3 separate regions of the Mus musculus genome follow, and all the other regions are linked to region 1. A link is a contact called in public HiChIP or PLAC-seq data. All regions are on one chromosome and are shown on one strand. The core of a region is the stretch at or near the end of the contact, and the rest is flanking DNA. Distances in the headings are between cores, read along the strand shown.

Evidence for each region. HiChIP or PLAC-seq counts read pairs in DNA pulled down with a chosen protein or histone mark.
Region 2: a contact with region 1 is called in an H3K27ac HiChIP or PLAC-seq map of embryonic stem cells, with 7 read pairs. The contact joins two enhancer-like sites. A contact is called at or near these places in 10 of 484 Hi-C or Micro-C datasets (the Ba/F3 cell line, the C10 cell line, the G1E-ER4 cell line and 5 more), 3 of 115 datasets of contacts at active chromatin or transcription factors (CD8 T cells, embryonic stem cells and microglia) and 1 of 9 other capture datasets (liver).
Region 3: an H3K27ac HiChIP or PLAC-seq map of embryonic stem cells shows a contact between it and region 1, with 8 read pairs. The contact joins two enhancer-like sites. A contact is called at or near these places in 1 of 484 Hi-C or Micro-C datasets (embryonic stem cells), 3 of 115 datasets of contacts at active chromatin or transcription factors (embryonic stem cells and microglia) and 1 of 9 other capture datasets (liver).

What each region holds. Positions count from the first base shown.
Region 1 is chr3:22,154,146-22,158,990 of GRCm38.p6, forward strand. All of the region lies in intron 2 of Tbl1xr1 (transducin (beta)-like 1X-linked receptor 1), which reads left to right. Among named protein-coding and RNA genes, the nearest start is that of Tbl1xr1, 80 kb to the left of the region's middle. Within about 2 kb of position 2,451, at least 26 of the 459 cell types and tissues checked have an H3K27ac peak or open chromatin away from gene starts, as enhancers often do. A contact at or near this core is called in embryonic stem cells, where this site is marked.
Region 2 is chr3:22,003,214-22,008,058 of GRCm38.p6, forward strand. No RefSeq gene overlaps it. Among named protein-coding and RNA genes, the nearest start is that of Gm31813, 41 kb to the left of the region's middle. Within about 2 kb of position 2,463, at least 21 of the 459 cell types and tissues checked have an H3K27ac peak or open chromatin away from gene starts, as enhancers often do. A contact at or near this core is called in embryonic stem cells, where this site is marked.
Region 3 is chr3:22,022,571-22,027,415 of GRCm38.p6, forward strand. No RefSeq gene overlaps it. Among named protein-coding and RNA genes, the nearest start is that of Tbl1xr1, 52 kb to the right of the region's middle. Within about 2 kb of position 2,716, at least 43 of the 459 cell types and tissues checked have an H3K27ac peak or open chromatin away from gene starts, as enhancers often do. A contact at or near this core is called in embryonic stem cells, where this site is marked.

The sequences.
Region 1 (4,845 bases), core at 1,201-3,700:
ATACACTTTGTTTGCATGCGTGTTGTGTGTAAAATAGGCAGTTTAGAGTGTACTTTGTAATCATCTGAGATTATTTACCATGGTTCTTCTGATTGACATCTCTGCCGGAAGGTGTTATGAAGACTATATGCAGGTCCTTTAAATGTTCCATGAGTAATTTCTTGCTTCACAGATAAGTTTGTGAACCTGTTCCATCAGTCTTAGCTCCATTTTTAAATTGATGTTCTGATTCTTTAGTTATTCCACAACAATGTAATATCTAACTTCATTTAACACGACTTCTGAGCTTAGAACCATGAGGCTGGCTCTGTTGGGACTATTAGTTTCTATAGAATTGAATGCTTAATCATAACTGTTTGTTTTCAAGTACATCTAAATGTTCCGGTGGGGAGGTATAGAAAGGGGATGAAAGGCTACACATACTGACTACCTTTGGAAGAGTAGTTTGTGGAGGTTTGGGGGAGTGTATCAGCCCCATTCTTTGTTGATGTGTGGACAGGCTTTGAGAAGGGCGGGTTTGTTCTGCTCAGCACTTCCTAAAGGACCTGTGGCAGAGACACAGCCCAGCCCCACTCCCTGGTGCACAACGTTGCTTTCTATGGACTTGTCCAGAAGCTCAGAAAAGTTGAAAGGTGTGTCCAGGTACTGCATACCAGGAGTTGATCATCCTGGAAGAGCAACCTAAGTAAGACTTTATGTTTGTGTCTGTGTTTCATTCTCTGCCTCAAACTCTAGGTAGGACTTAAAGCACCATGATGAATAAGAATTGAGAGAATAGGGTCCCTTGTCTCAGTTCAGATTTTAGAGGAGTGTTTCTCCCATATAGTACAATGTTGGCCATAAGTTTGTTGTATACAACCTTTGTTAGGCTGAGATATGCTCCTTCTAATTCTTGGCTTTTTTTTTTTTTTTAATGAAGGAGTTTTGTCCTTAATTCTTTTTATGTGCTGAGTTGCACTTAGAGTTTTGTGTATGTTGAACCAACCTGCATCTCTAGGGTAAAATCAGCTTTGGTGTGTGATCTTAAAAAGTATTCTTGAATTTGATTTGTAAGAATTTTATGAGTTTTTACATATGTGTTTGTTGGGGAAATTATCTGTGGCTTGATCTGTGTAGTTATTCAGTACGGGTATCAGTGTACCACTGTTGTAGTAGAATGAGTTGGAGGAGCCTACATGCTAGGAAGGGAGAACTCTGACAAGAGAGAGTCTATCCTGAACTTGACCATCCCTTTTCTCCTGGAAAAGTATATCAGAGTTACAAGTTGGGTGGGATTTGCCCAGACATCTATCTGAATGAGAACTTGTTTTGTTGCGAAGCTTTCCAGTTACTTGTTTCAATAGCACTGATACTAAGTTGCTTATATCATTTTAATTCTCCTAGGTACTACACGGGTTAGAAACGTACCCATTCCATGTAGTTTTTTTTTTTAAGAGTATAAATGTTTACAGAATTTCTAAATGATTGGCTTATTAAATTGAAAGCTGTACTAACCCTACCCCTCACCCCTTTACTACTAGATATATTTCTTTTTTCTTTTTTCTTCTGGCCAGTTTGTTGCTATTTGTGGTTTGGTTTTTGTTTGTTTGTTTGTTTTGTTTGTTTGTTTTGTTTGTTTGTTTTGTTTTTTCCCCCTCTTAAAGAATTAGTGCAGTTTGACTGATTGGATGTATGGTTGTTTATAGCCTTACTTAGTTTCACAGATTTCTGCCTTAATCTTTCTCTTAGTCAGGGTTTCTATACCTGCATAAACATCATGACCTAGGAGCAAGTTGGGGAGGAAAGGGTTCATTTAGCTTACACTTCCATGTTGCTTACACTTCCTTCCATCACCAAAGGAAGTCAGGACTGGAACTCAAGCAGGTCAGGAAGCAGGAGCTGATGCAGAGGCCATGGAGGGATGTTACTTACTGGCTTGCTTCTCCTGGCTTGCTCTGCTTGCTTTCTTATAGAGCCCAAGACTACCAGCCCAGGGATGGTCCCACCCACAAGGGACCTTTCTCCCTTGATCACTAATTGAGAAAATGCCTTACAGTTGGATCTCTTGGAGGCATCCAAAACCAGCCAGTGCAATCTTTTAACACCGTCTACCACCTGCCGTTCTGTTTTTGTTTTGGATTACTCTTACTGTTTTTCCAGGACTTTGGAGTGCATTGTTAGTTGATTTTTGATCCCCCTCCATTTCGGCTCACATGGACAAGGTACACCTGAGTGGCAGGCCGGAGCTGAAAGAGGGAAACTAGGCAGAAGAGAGAAAAATGGAGCTAAGTCAAGGTTCCTGATCAAAGCTCAAATGTTTAATGGCAAATGCGCTTATAAAGTGGGAGGGAGGGGGAGGAGGCCCATTCCTGCCAATTCATCCTTGGAGCCCAGCTGCAGGCGACCCAGGTGCAGGATAGGGTGTAGCCTACCAGCAAGTAGCAGAATCTTGAAGGAGAACAGCAGCAGTGGCTGAACAATAGAGTGATCTAGGGAGGAAGGCTCCACCCTGGTAATCTCCTTTGTGGCAGCAGGGTCCAGGTCTGGCTCAGCCTGCTTCTGGCTGGGGGGAGGTTACACCCCTCCCCAAGTAAGCACTCACTAAAAACTGTCCTCTTAGAACTGCCTTAGCTGTCTCACATGACCTAGCTTTTATTAGCTTTCATGTCCATAATCTAGAGGCTCTTTTCTTTACTGAGGTTCTCAGTGGTCATCTTAGGGTGTTTTGTTCTGTCTCCATGTATTCCTGTAGCTTCTTTAGTTTTCTAGTAATTAGTTTCTAATTTTATTGCATGTTGATATGATGGATAAGAGCGGTTAATTTGATCCTTTTGCTTTTGGTAATAGTTGGTTTGTGGTCTGCAATGTGCTCTATATTAAGTTTTCCTTGGCTGTTGAGACTGTTTTTGTTTCTGTTGGAGTCTCTCTGCTGTAGGTAGTGGTTGCACACACTATGCTATAGTTTAGCTCCTGGTTTTCTTTGCTGGTTTTCAGTCTGGATTCTCCTATCTAAGATGAATTTGAAGCATTGAAATCCCCCATTGATCTTACATCAGGACCTATCTGACCTTTTCTGTTCTCTGATGTTTGTATGAGATTGGAGCCTTAATGTTTGGCTTGGCTTACTGTAAATTGCCTTTCTTATATTTAGGTATGCCCGTTTTATCCCCAGTCTCTCTAAAATTTTTATCATGAAGGGTTATTAGATTTTGTCAAAGACCTTTCAATATCTAATAAGATGATCATGTGGTCTTTCCTTTTCTTTCAGTTTGTTTATATGGTGGATTAGAGTGAGAAATTTTTCTATGTTGAATCATTCATGCATCTCTGGGATGAAGCCTACTTGATCATTGTGGATGATGATGTTTTTGAACTGTTCTTGTATTCAGTGTACGAGTAGTATTTTATTGAGGATTTTACCATCTATGCTCATAAGGAAAATTTCTTTTTCTTGAATTTTTGGTTGGTTTGGTTATCAGGATAACTTTTGCCTCTTAATAAATTTGGAAGTATTCTTTATGTTTGTATGTTGTGGAATAATTTGAAGTGTATTGGCCATAGTGTGTCTTTGAAAGTTTGGTAGAATTCTGTGATAAAACCATCTGGCCCTGAGCTTTGATTGTTTGGGGGACTTTTAAAAACTGCGTCTATATCCTTAGGGGTTATAAGTCTATTTAAGCTGTTAACTAATCTTGATTTAATTTTAATATGTAGTATCTAATAAGAAAATTATCTGTTTCTTTTAGATTTTCCAATTTTATGGAGTACAAGTTTTTAAAGTATGACCAAATGATTTGACATTTCCTAGGTGGCTGTTGTTATGTCCCCCTTCTCTTCTCTAATTTTGTTGATTTGGATACTTTCTCTCTTGTTTAGTTTTGGTAAGGGTTTATTGATTTTTGTCAAGGAACTAAGTTGTTGTTTCATTGATTCTTTAAACTGTTCTATTTGTTTCAATTTTCAACCCTAAGTTTGGCTATTACTCTTGGATATGCTTGCTCTTATTTTATTTATTTATTTATTTATTTATTTTTTTTTTAATCTAGCTTTCCTGTGTGCTGTTAATTTGCTAGTATTTGATCTCCCCATTTTCTTTATTCAGGTACTTAGTGCTATGAATTTTCCTCTTAGAACTGTTTTCATTGTATCCCTTAAGTTTGTGTTTGCTGTATATTCATTTTCTTGAATTCTAGGATGTGTTTAGTTTCTTTATTTCTTATTTTTCTTCCTTGACTCAGTAATCATTCAGTTTCCATGAGTTTGAAGGTTTCTTTTGCTATTTCTGTTGATGAAATCCAGCTTCAATCTGTGGTGGTCTGATGGGATGCAGGGGATTATTTCAGTGTTTTTGCATCTGCTGAACGTTGCTTTGTGACCAAGTACATGGTAAATTTTGGAGAATTGTCTGTGTGAAGCTAACAGTATATATTCTCTTCTGTTTGGGTGAAACATTTTGCTACTATTTATCAGGTTCATTTGGTTCATGATATCTTTGTATAGGTTTTGTCTGCATTATGTGTCCATTGTTAAGAGTGGTGTATTGAAGTCCGTGTGAGGATACATGTATGATTTAAACTTTAGTAGTATTGCTTTACAAACTTTGGTGCCCTTGTGTTTGGGGCATAGATGTTAAGAATTGAAAAATCATCTTGGTTGATATTTCCTTTGAGTATGAAAGATCCTTCTCAGTCTCTTTTGTTTAACTTTGATATGAAGTCTATTTTGTTAGATATTGTAATGGTTATATTAGCTTGTTTTATAGGTCCATTTGCTTAAAAATAACTTCTAACCCTTACTCTGAGGTAAGGCTGGTTCCTGTTTTTACATTGATATGTTAGTGTCTTTTTATTGGGAATTAAGACCATT
Region 2 (4,845 bases), core at 1,213-3,712, 150 kb before region 1:
GGGGATGCTAAGTGTTCTATGTCTTCATCTGAAGGCTGCTAGCAGAATACCGACTTTCAAGCAGTTTAAGATGAGGGTCTTAAAGCCCACACCCACAGTGATACACCTAGTCCAACAAGGCCACACCTACTCCAACAGGCCCACACCTTCTAATATTGCCACTCCCTGGGCCAACTATATACAAACCATCACATCATATTGGGTTAGGCCTACAAAACATGGCTAAACCCTCTGCCATCCAGCCATTAGGTATTTTAAACAGCATCTGAAATAAAATAATCTGTTGGTGAAGTAGATCAGTCCTTCAAAACTATGATTTAGCTACCTTAAAAGACAAAAACATCCATTTTTCACTTCTTTCAGTAAAACTAATTTGCCCTCCCCCAGCATGCATATATGATTTTCCCTTAGATATTGTCAAGTACATAAAATATTCTGTTTTATTGTTTTATTTAGCTTTGTTTTTTCATGAGAGCTCTGTGCTCAGGATCATGTGCACTCAAGGGCATGGGTCTTAGGTTTTATAATGGAAACCAGAGGAGCCTCTGAACTGAAGATGTTGAAGAAAGCAGAAAGCGAGCTGTTACCAGTGTGTTCCTGCAATCCTGGAGCACTTGGGTAGCTGAGGCAAGAAGATCACCCATTCATGGACCGACAGAGCTCCAGCATGGTTAAGAGGATCTCCAAGATAGAGATCAAGCCCTAGAAGCAGTTCTGTTGGGGGAATCTAGCCACTTTCTGATTGAAACAGAGGCCACTGCCTAGAAAGGAATCCATCCGTTTCTGATACTGTAAAACTGGTCAAAGAGATGGCTGTGGGGTGGGGAATGACACAAACTCATATAGAGAAACTATAGCTGTGGTTCTGCTAAATGGCTATAACGTGCTCATTGTGTTACCTTCTGAATAATAGCTTGTATGCCTATAGATTACTGTTGCTCTTAGCTTTCATCAGAGAAACTTCTTTTTACAATGGGCTGCACTTAATGGAGAGATTCATAGTCAAAGGTTGTTTGTTGAATACCCAGCCATAAACAGAATATTTATACCAGCCTTTTCACAGCTCAGAACTTTGCAGAAAGGAGAGTAAAAAGAAGCTAAGAACTTGAGGAAGGAGTGAAGTGTTGTGGGACCCTGCCCTCTGGAAATGACTTGGTCATGTCACTTCGGAACTCATAGTGGCTGGGATTATCTGAATAAAATCTGCACAAGATTGGCCCTATTATGATCCTGTCATGGAAGTGGAAGGGATTCATGACAATCTGCTTTTTCCTGAGGCAGGAAATGGTTGCTAAGGGAGAGAAGGCTAGGCTTCAATGATGAATAGTATAATGCTCGTGCTCCTATAAGCAACCCTAGCTAAACTTATTAAGAAACACAGAAAGGAAAGAGGGCATGAAAATAAAAGAGGCCTAGGAGAACAGAGATCATCATATGTGGGAAGGGGACATCAGAGGGTAATGATCGGTGGGTATAATAAACAAATGTCATAACAAAATACAGAATTGCACATAATTAATAAAAACATGAAAAGGGAGAAAAAGCCAACACAAGACCAAAAAAAAAAAAAAGTACAAAAAATATCAAGAATGAGACTTTTGCCAGGTCAGGCACAAGCCTGTAATCTCAGCTATTCAACAGGCAGGAGAATTACAAATTCAGGGCCTGTCTTGACTACAGTCTGAGTTCAAGGTCAGTCTGGGCAAGTAAGTGAGAATCTGTCTCCAAGTGTACAAAGTAAAAAGGGGAATGAGGGTATAGATTAACAGTGGAGTGTTTCCTAGCATCTCAAGGCCCTGCGGTCCACTGCCATTAAAACAAAGTTACACATATTTGATATGAGCGACTATTGAAAATGTATCAGTTCTGTCCAAGCTTTGTAACAGATACTAGGACCTGGAGGCAGGTTGTGGGACTGACTAGCCTAGATTTTAGTCTAGGCTTTGATTCTTTCTTTTAATCACTGGTCAGAGCATAAGAATCCTATACTTAAAAACAAGAAGAATTCAGTAGGCTTGTGAATACATTACTGCATAAATACTTCTTTTGTGTCCCTATTTTTTAAAATGTCTCTAGGGACAGGAGTGATGGCTAAGTAGTTAAGAGCACTTACTATTTTTGTAAAGGACCTGAGTTCAGTTTCCAGTAACCCCAGGAACATTCACACCATCTATAATTACAATCCTTGAGTATCCAATGCCTACTGCTAGCCTTTGTGGCACACACACCTTGTGCATACATACATATACGCAAACATTCATACACATAAAATAAAAACACTTTTAAAAGATTTAATGTCTCTACTTCCGATAAATAAATAGATTTGAAGAGGCATTGAAGAGGTCAGCTCAGAAGTTAGAAAATTCCAACGGACCCCGCCCCTCCTGGAAGAGAAAGGCCATAAAGAACATAGGCACCACTCCCCTCTGGAAGGGAGGGACTAATTACATTCCTCAGACCACGGAGAGGAGGGACCAACCACCAGAGCTTGTAGACACATTCTGAGACCGTTGGCCACCTCATTCCCTATAGACCAATCAGTTTAAAAATCACACTGTTCTGCCAATCATATTGTGCTTAATGGCAGTGGCCCTGAGAACTGTATAAAGGCTCACTGGATGGGCTGCGTGGGATCGTTCTCGTCCTATGTGCAGGGTGACCCCCAGCATGCTGAATTAAATAATATTCCTCTTGCTTTTGCATCGATTCCAGCTCCACGTGGTTCACCCAGGGGGGTCGTCAGTAAGCTAAGGCTTGACAGAGTCTTACAGCATCTTTATGCCACTAGAAACTATCTCACTGATGGATCCAAACTTCTCTGAAATCATTTTCTATTGTGTGTACAGAATTATCACCAACTCCAGTGGCTAAAGCAATAAATACGCAAGTATCACCTCCTACTTAGAGTCAGGTTGCTGGGAGGCTGGGAGAGCACATTGGAACATACGCTTAAGACCTCACAAGGCTGCAGTTAGGCATCAGGCAAGCTGCATTCAGGGTCAAGCTTTCTTCTAAGCTCTCTCTGAATGTCAGTCAAATCCTGTTCCTTTGGCAGAGGGCTAAGTCCTGGCTTTCTTTCAACTGTGTGCTTATCTTCCAGCCCAAGAGCATTTCATGGATGCTTCACTTTCTAAAGAGCTCATTTAGGAGCTGGGGGAATGGCCCAGTGGGTAAGAGTTCTTGCACTTAACTCTGGCATTGGAAGGGCCCAGACAAGCAAATTCCAAGAGCCAGCCAGCTTTGCTAAAATGTTTCCTGTAAAAAACTATAGGAAGACACTGAACATCTTGCTCTCACCTCTACATGTATACCCAGAGGCACACATTCATGCATTCCTATGCATACATTATATACATGAATAACAGAGGGAGTGGGAAAAGGAGAGGGAGAGAGAGAGGCAGTTATTATTTGGCTAGAAGTGAGGTACACAATTGAAACCCCAGTATTCAAGAGGCTGAGACAGGAAGATCTGCCTGAAGCCAGTTTGAGCTACATAGAAAGATCTTATCTTAAAACAAAACAAAACAAAACAGACAAAAAAAAACAAAGCAAAAGATACTTGTTATCTTAGCACTCCAGAGAAGACATGGCCACACAGATCCAGAGTCCAAGGTCTTTCAAGTGAAACTTGGCCACAGCAAGTTCCAAACAAACATGGCCTTTAAGAGACTCTGATTCGACCAAAACCAAAAAAACCAAAGACAGCCAACTAACTAAGCAAATCGCTGATTTGATTCAGTATGACCCACCTAGGACAACATTTGCCAGTCACCCAAGGACAGCCACTTATAATCTCATTCTGGAGCCTCAGAAATCTAGGCCTTTGTGTCCATCACTGTCAATATTCTCAGGTGGTGAGCTTGCATGCCACAGGACAGAATCTTAGGGAGCATTTTAGAATGCTTCCTACAGAGTTCTAAAATAGGTAAGAGTCTGTGACCTAGCTGTTTTAAATTTTATTTATTAGATATTTTCTTTATATACATTTCAAATACTATCCCTATACTCTCCCCCCCCCTGCTCCCCTACCCACCCACTCCCCACTTCTTGGCCCTGGCATTCCCCTTTAATGCCAGCCCTTTGTAGGCAGAGGCAGGCAGATTTCTTTGAGTTCAAGGTGAGCCTCACCAACCTAGCGAGTTCCAGTATATATAGAGTTATATAGTAAGACCTGTTCTCAAAAACAAAGCAAAAAAGTTGGGCGGTGGTGGTGCACGCCTTTAATTCCAGCACTTGGGAGGCAGAGGCAGGCAGATTTCTGAGTTTGAAGCCAGCCTGGTCTACAAAGTGAGTTCCAGGACAGCCAGGACTATACAGAGAAACCCTGTCTCGAAAACAAACAAACAAACAAACAAAAAGCAAAAGCCTATTGCTGTGTCAGGGGAGGGGGGGAGGATTCCTTTTTTCAGAAAGTTCAGTGTATCGGGCAGGGAGAATTGTTGGGCAGAACGGCTCCTGAGTGGCTGTCTGGGATGCAGAGGTGTGTCAGCTCAGCTTCCTTTCCCTTCTTCCATTCCGTCCGGGACTCCAGCCCATGGGATGGAGCTGCCCACGGTCAGGCTGGGAGCTTCTTCGCTTTTTCATAGACATACACTTAACAGTCTCCTAGGACATAGGTGATTCTGAGTCCGGTTGAGTGAATGACAATGAGAGTATGACTGGCTCCTACATGTGTTTGAGGACAAAGGTTCGCTTATAGATATGAGGGAGAGAGCAGTCAGAGGCATCTGGAACAGTCCAGACTGAGTGAGTAAGAAGGTGAAAAGGTTAAAGGTCAAGAGAGAGGACCAGGAGCCAAGAGCAGAGGACCAAGAGGTCAAGTGCAGGTTTTATAGAGGAAAGAAA
Region 3 (4,845 bases), core at 1,466-3,965, 130 kb before region 1:
ACAGTAGTCAGTGTGCAGTGTCTGCTCTCAGGGTAGAACTACGTGCAAAACAGCAGGAAGCAGCCCTGACTCTGCACTTAGCTCACACCAGGAAAGAAGACAGTGCCACCAGAAAGGCTACCCAGGGGCCCTTACCCCTGTTACAGGAGTGCTGCAGTCCAGGTACAGGTCAACACAGCCAGAGTTTCACTTTTATTGTTTAACCTGGGCTCTGGGAATTGAATTCCACTGTAAGACTCACATGTCTAGTGCTTTTATTTGCTGAGTTATGTTCCTTACATTTAAAGGAAATTGTAATTATATAATTATATATATATATATATATATATGTATATATATATACACATATATATTACAATTTATACATATTAAAAATAAAACCTTCATATTATCACCTGACTATAAATTTAAGAAATAGATTGAGAGAAAACTTAAGGGAAATAGACAGCACACAAAAACAAAACCCACATAGCCTAAAAGACAGATAAACATTTTGGTGAGGACATATTATATAAGCAGACTCAGTTTAAAATCGAAAATGCCCACTAAAGGGGAATTCATTGTCACTTCATGCCTTTTGTGTCTAAAATCCAGTGCACTGTGAACTAGTGCTCTGGGGTGAGCTCTGGGAAGCCTAGGACTGGTAGAGTGCCAGCTCACCTGGAAAAACAGCCCTGGGCTCTTGCTCTCCCATTCACCTCTTGAGCGGTAAGCCTTCTGGAATGGAAGCATTCAGGAATGCTCTGGGGGGAGGGGAAAGGGTTAGGAGCGAGTACACATCCGGTAAAAATTAGAAATATCGAAGTCTCCAGAACGATTAGAGTGGTAAGGAGTCTGAGGGTGCCCCAGTTCTTTAACAGCTCTCAGCAGGCTGTCTAGGTTCCCTTCTTTGGTCCCATCAGTGCCTGTTTGCAACAGCGATCCTACCTTTCAAGGTGTGTTTGATCTGTCTCCCAACCAATACAGCCATCTTTCTGAAGCCTCAAACCACCTGTTTAAAATAATAACACTAAAGGAAGAGGTAAGAACTAGTCTTGAAAAGTTATGGGGAAAGAGCACACTGCACTTGACAAGAATGTCTTTTTAGAATTCACCACAGTTGATTTTCCTCAGTGTTGGAACGGAATGGTGTCTGTTGGTTAAACACCTGCTGCATGGCTTGGCTTGCCTTGCATTTTGAAGCGAAGGAATCAGGATGAATTTGTCTCACAGATGCATTCAATGTGGCAAGCGATTTTACTAGCGGAGGCACCTGGGAACCAAATGGGAAAAGGACAGCTTTCTCTTCTATTCCTGGGGGAAATTCAACACCAAAACACAACCAGATAAGGGCCAAGATAATGACCATCTTGCTTCCTTCAGCGATGGTTGCAGTCTCCCAGACATTAGAAGCAAAGAAGCAACTCCCCAAGTCATTTGGCCTTTTGCCTGCACGAACTTCACAGATTTAGGTCTAGAAATGTGGAGCTCAGAGAGCATGGTCAATGGCAGTGAACTACAGGAAGGGCTCCAGGACTAAAAGAAAGGAAGCAAACACCACAAGAAAGGGTCTCAGAAATCTGCCTTAGCCCTCTGCTGAGGGACTCTGAAGGGCTGGGGCACCCTCAGACTCCCAATCACTATGACTGTTCCTGAGACTTTGATATTCCTAATTTTTTTTACCAGATGTATCTTATCTGGGAACAAGCGCTTACTGGAAAGTACTATTCAGCTTAGGAGTGTGGCATCTGTAGCAAATGGAGACGACAGGGCAGCAGGGACCAGAAGGGAAACAGGAACAATGGGGGCAAGAAAGGAAGCTGCCTGCTGAGTGTCAGGGGACAATGGGGATTCAGAATGACATTTTTACTGTCACAAGTAGTTGTGAGTGGGGGCGGGGCAAGCCTGCGTCCAGTGGATAGGGGTCAGCTGTGCGGAGAGACTCAGAGAGGAGTGTGGGGAGACAGGTCAGGTGAGTTCAAATCTCCAGAACAACCGTGTAAAAGTCATCACCTGCCTGTAATCCTGGCATTTGGGATCACAGACAGGAAATCCGTAGCTGAATTGGCTAGAAAGACTGGCTGGACTAGTGAGCACTGCGTCCAACAGGAGACCCTGCCTCAATAAGTAAAGTGGCTCACCACCAAGGAAGACACTCAGTGGTAGCCTGTGATCTTTTTGAGTCCTTGAACATGAGAGCACACAGGCACGCACATGTAAGTGCACACACACATACACCACATTAAAAAAAAAAAAAAAAAAAAGAAAGAAAGAAAGAAAGAAAGAAAGAAAAAAAGAAACCCCAAGGGACTGCTAACAAGTGTTCCTGCTCTTTGCAGAAAACCTATGGTTGGTTCCCAATATCCATATCAATTGTCTCTCAGGCTATCTATAACTCCAGCTCTACGGAATCCAATTCCTCTGGTACACAAATGCAATTAAATATAAAATTTAAAACATTAAATTCCAAATGCTAGTAGTAGTAGCTGAAGATAAAAAAAAAGAACTGATAAAAATTAAAATATAACAACAAACAAAAAATATAAGTCTGATTAAAATAAGCCTATTTTACTTTAAATGTATTAATATTATTTTATTTTGTTTGAAAGAAAGTCTCACATTATAGCCCATCCCACTGTGGAATTCAACTTGTCATGCAGAGTTTTACTGGATGCAATCCTCCAGTAACTTAAGGCTACTTTAGATCTGACAAACCAAAGTACAAAAGCAAAGAGGCCTAGCATGGGGCCCACGCCCACAATCTCGGTATGTGGGAGGTATAGGAGGGAGGATCAGGGGTTAAAGGTCATCCTTGGCTACAAAGTAAATTTGAGGTCAGCCGGGATACGTGAAACCGTCATATAAAACACACACACACACACACACACACACACACACACACACACACACACGAGCAAACCTCAAATAGAGCACACTAATATTCATTTAAGTAGATAGCAAGTCACAAAAAGAACTGTTGAGGTTTGAGCTGTTGCTATATCTTGTAATGCTAAGTTCTGTGCTGGAAATAAATCTAGGCAAGGTCTCACTCTCCAAGCTTTTGTTGTGCAAACCTTGTTCCTTGATTTAAAATTATTGGTTAAATAAAATTGGTCACGGCCAATTACTGGAGTAATGGATTAGAGATAGGTGGGTTTGGAATGCCCAGGTTGGGGGCTGGGCGGGGGCGGGGAGGGAGAAAAGGAAAAAGGAGAGAGAGGAGGGGGCCACCTTGAGAGGAGAAGAAATGAGAGCACGGAAGCAGGAGAAACAGTAAGCATCTGGAATACATCTGGGGGAGGAAGCCAGAGCAGGAGTTAGAAGAGTAGGTTAGCGCTTACTCCCCCATTCATTGTCAAAAAGCCGAATCACAGACGCATAGTCTGAGTCTCATTTATTTGTAAGCTAGTCCCGGATAAGTTTAAATTGGTGGTTCTACAAAGAACAACAATATTTCCTTTCAACAACAGCCGAAAGGAAAGAGAATTAAAGATAAGTATTCTACTAGGGTTGTTGTTTTGGTTTGGTTTTTGTTGTGTTGTTGTTGTTGTTGTCGTCTGTTTGTTTTTGCTGCAGTGAAACAACTTGATGAAAGAGCAATTTGGGAAAGAAAAGGTTTACTTAGCTTGCACTTCCATGTTGCCTTTCATCACTGAAGGAAGTCAGGACAGGAACTCAAGCAGGGCAGGAACTTAGATGCAGGCGCTGATACAGAGGAGAGTCCTGCTTACTGGCTTGCTCCCCATGGCCCATGGAGTACCCACCCTGCTTTCTTTAGAATCCAGAACCACCATCCCAGGGATGGCCCCATTCACAATGGGCTGGTCCCTCCCCTACTGATCAGTAACTGAGAAAATGGCATACAACTGGATCTCACGGGCATTTCCTCAACCGAACTCCATTCTCTCTGATTTACTCTTTTATGTCAAGTTGACACACAAAGACATCCAATACAATAAGAGATTTCAAAAACGTCTTCAGAAGCGCAATCACAATTTCCAGTATAAATTATGTGTATATTTATGACAGCCTCACTATGCAACCTTGATTGGCCTGAAACTTCTGTGATCCTCCAACATCTTCTTTACACATGTTAGGATTACTTTACAGTTGTGAGTCACTATATGTGGCTCATATAACAAATACGTAAATATCCGAGAAGCAAAGAACTTTATTGCAGAAAACATAAGGTCCTTAGAAAAGACAATAAATGAGAAAGTGCCCGATAGAACCACACTGACAGTTGTGCGTGCTGCCGTGGACCTGAAGAAAACCTGAGTGCATCGAGGACAGAGTGGGAGCTCTGTAAGTAAGGACCCACACACTCCCAGGGCCAGAAGAACAGCTAGTCCAGGTAAAAATTCACCAGAATTCTCAAAAGACTAGGAATAGCACAGCAAAAACAAACAAACAAACAACAACAACAAAAAACGATAAACACTTCTGAGAGTAAAGAAACCCCAAATAAATGAAGATAGAATGAGATACAATGTGTTTATGTCATTTTCCCAGTGTCCAAGGTTATGATCATTAAGTCCCTTCCAAATTGCTGTGTGGATTCAATGAAATTCCTATCAAGTACCAGCAGGCCTCCTGGCCCCCACAAATTGGCAAATGATTCTGAAGTGTATGAATGGGGCTGTCAAGGTAGCTTAGCAGAGAAAAAAAAAATGCACTTGCAGTCAAGCCTCATGACCTAGGTTGGATACACAGGACCCACATGTTGGAAGGAGAGAACCAATCTGATAATTTGACTATTTTATTTAAAATTGTTTGTGTATGACTGTTTTGCCTATGCTACCTGTATGTGCCTGGTGCTCTCAGGAAAGTTGTCCCTACCATGAAGATATTGAGTCAATTGTGCAG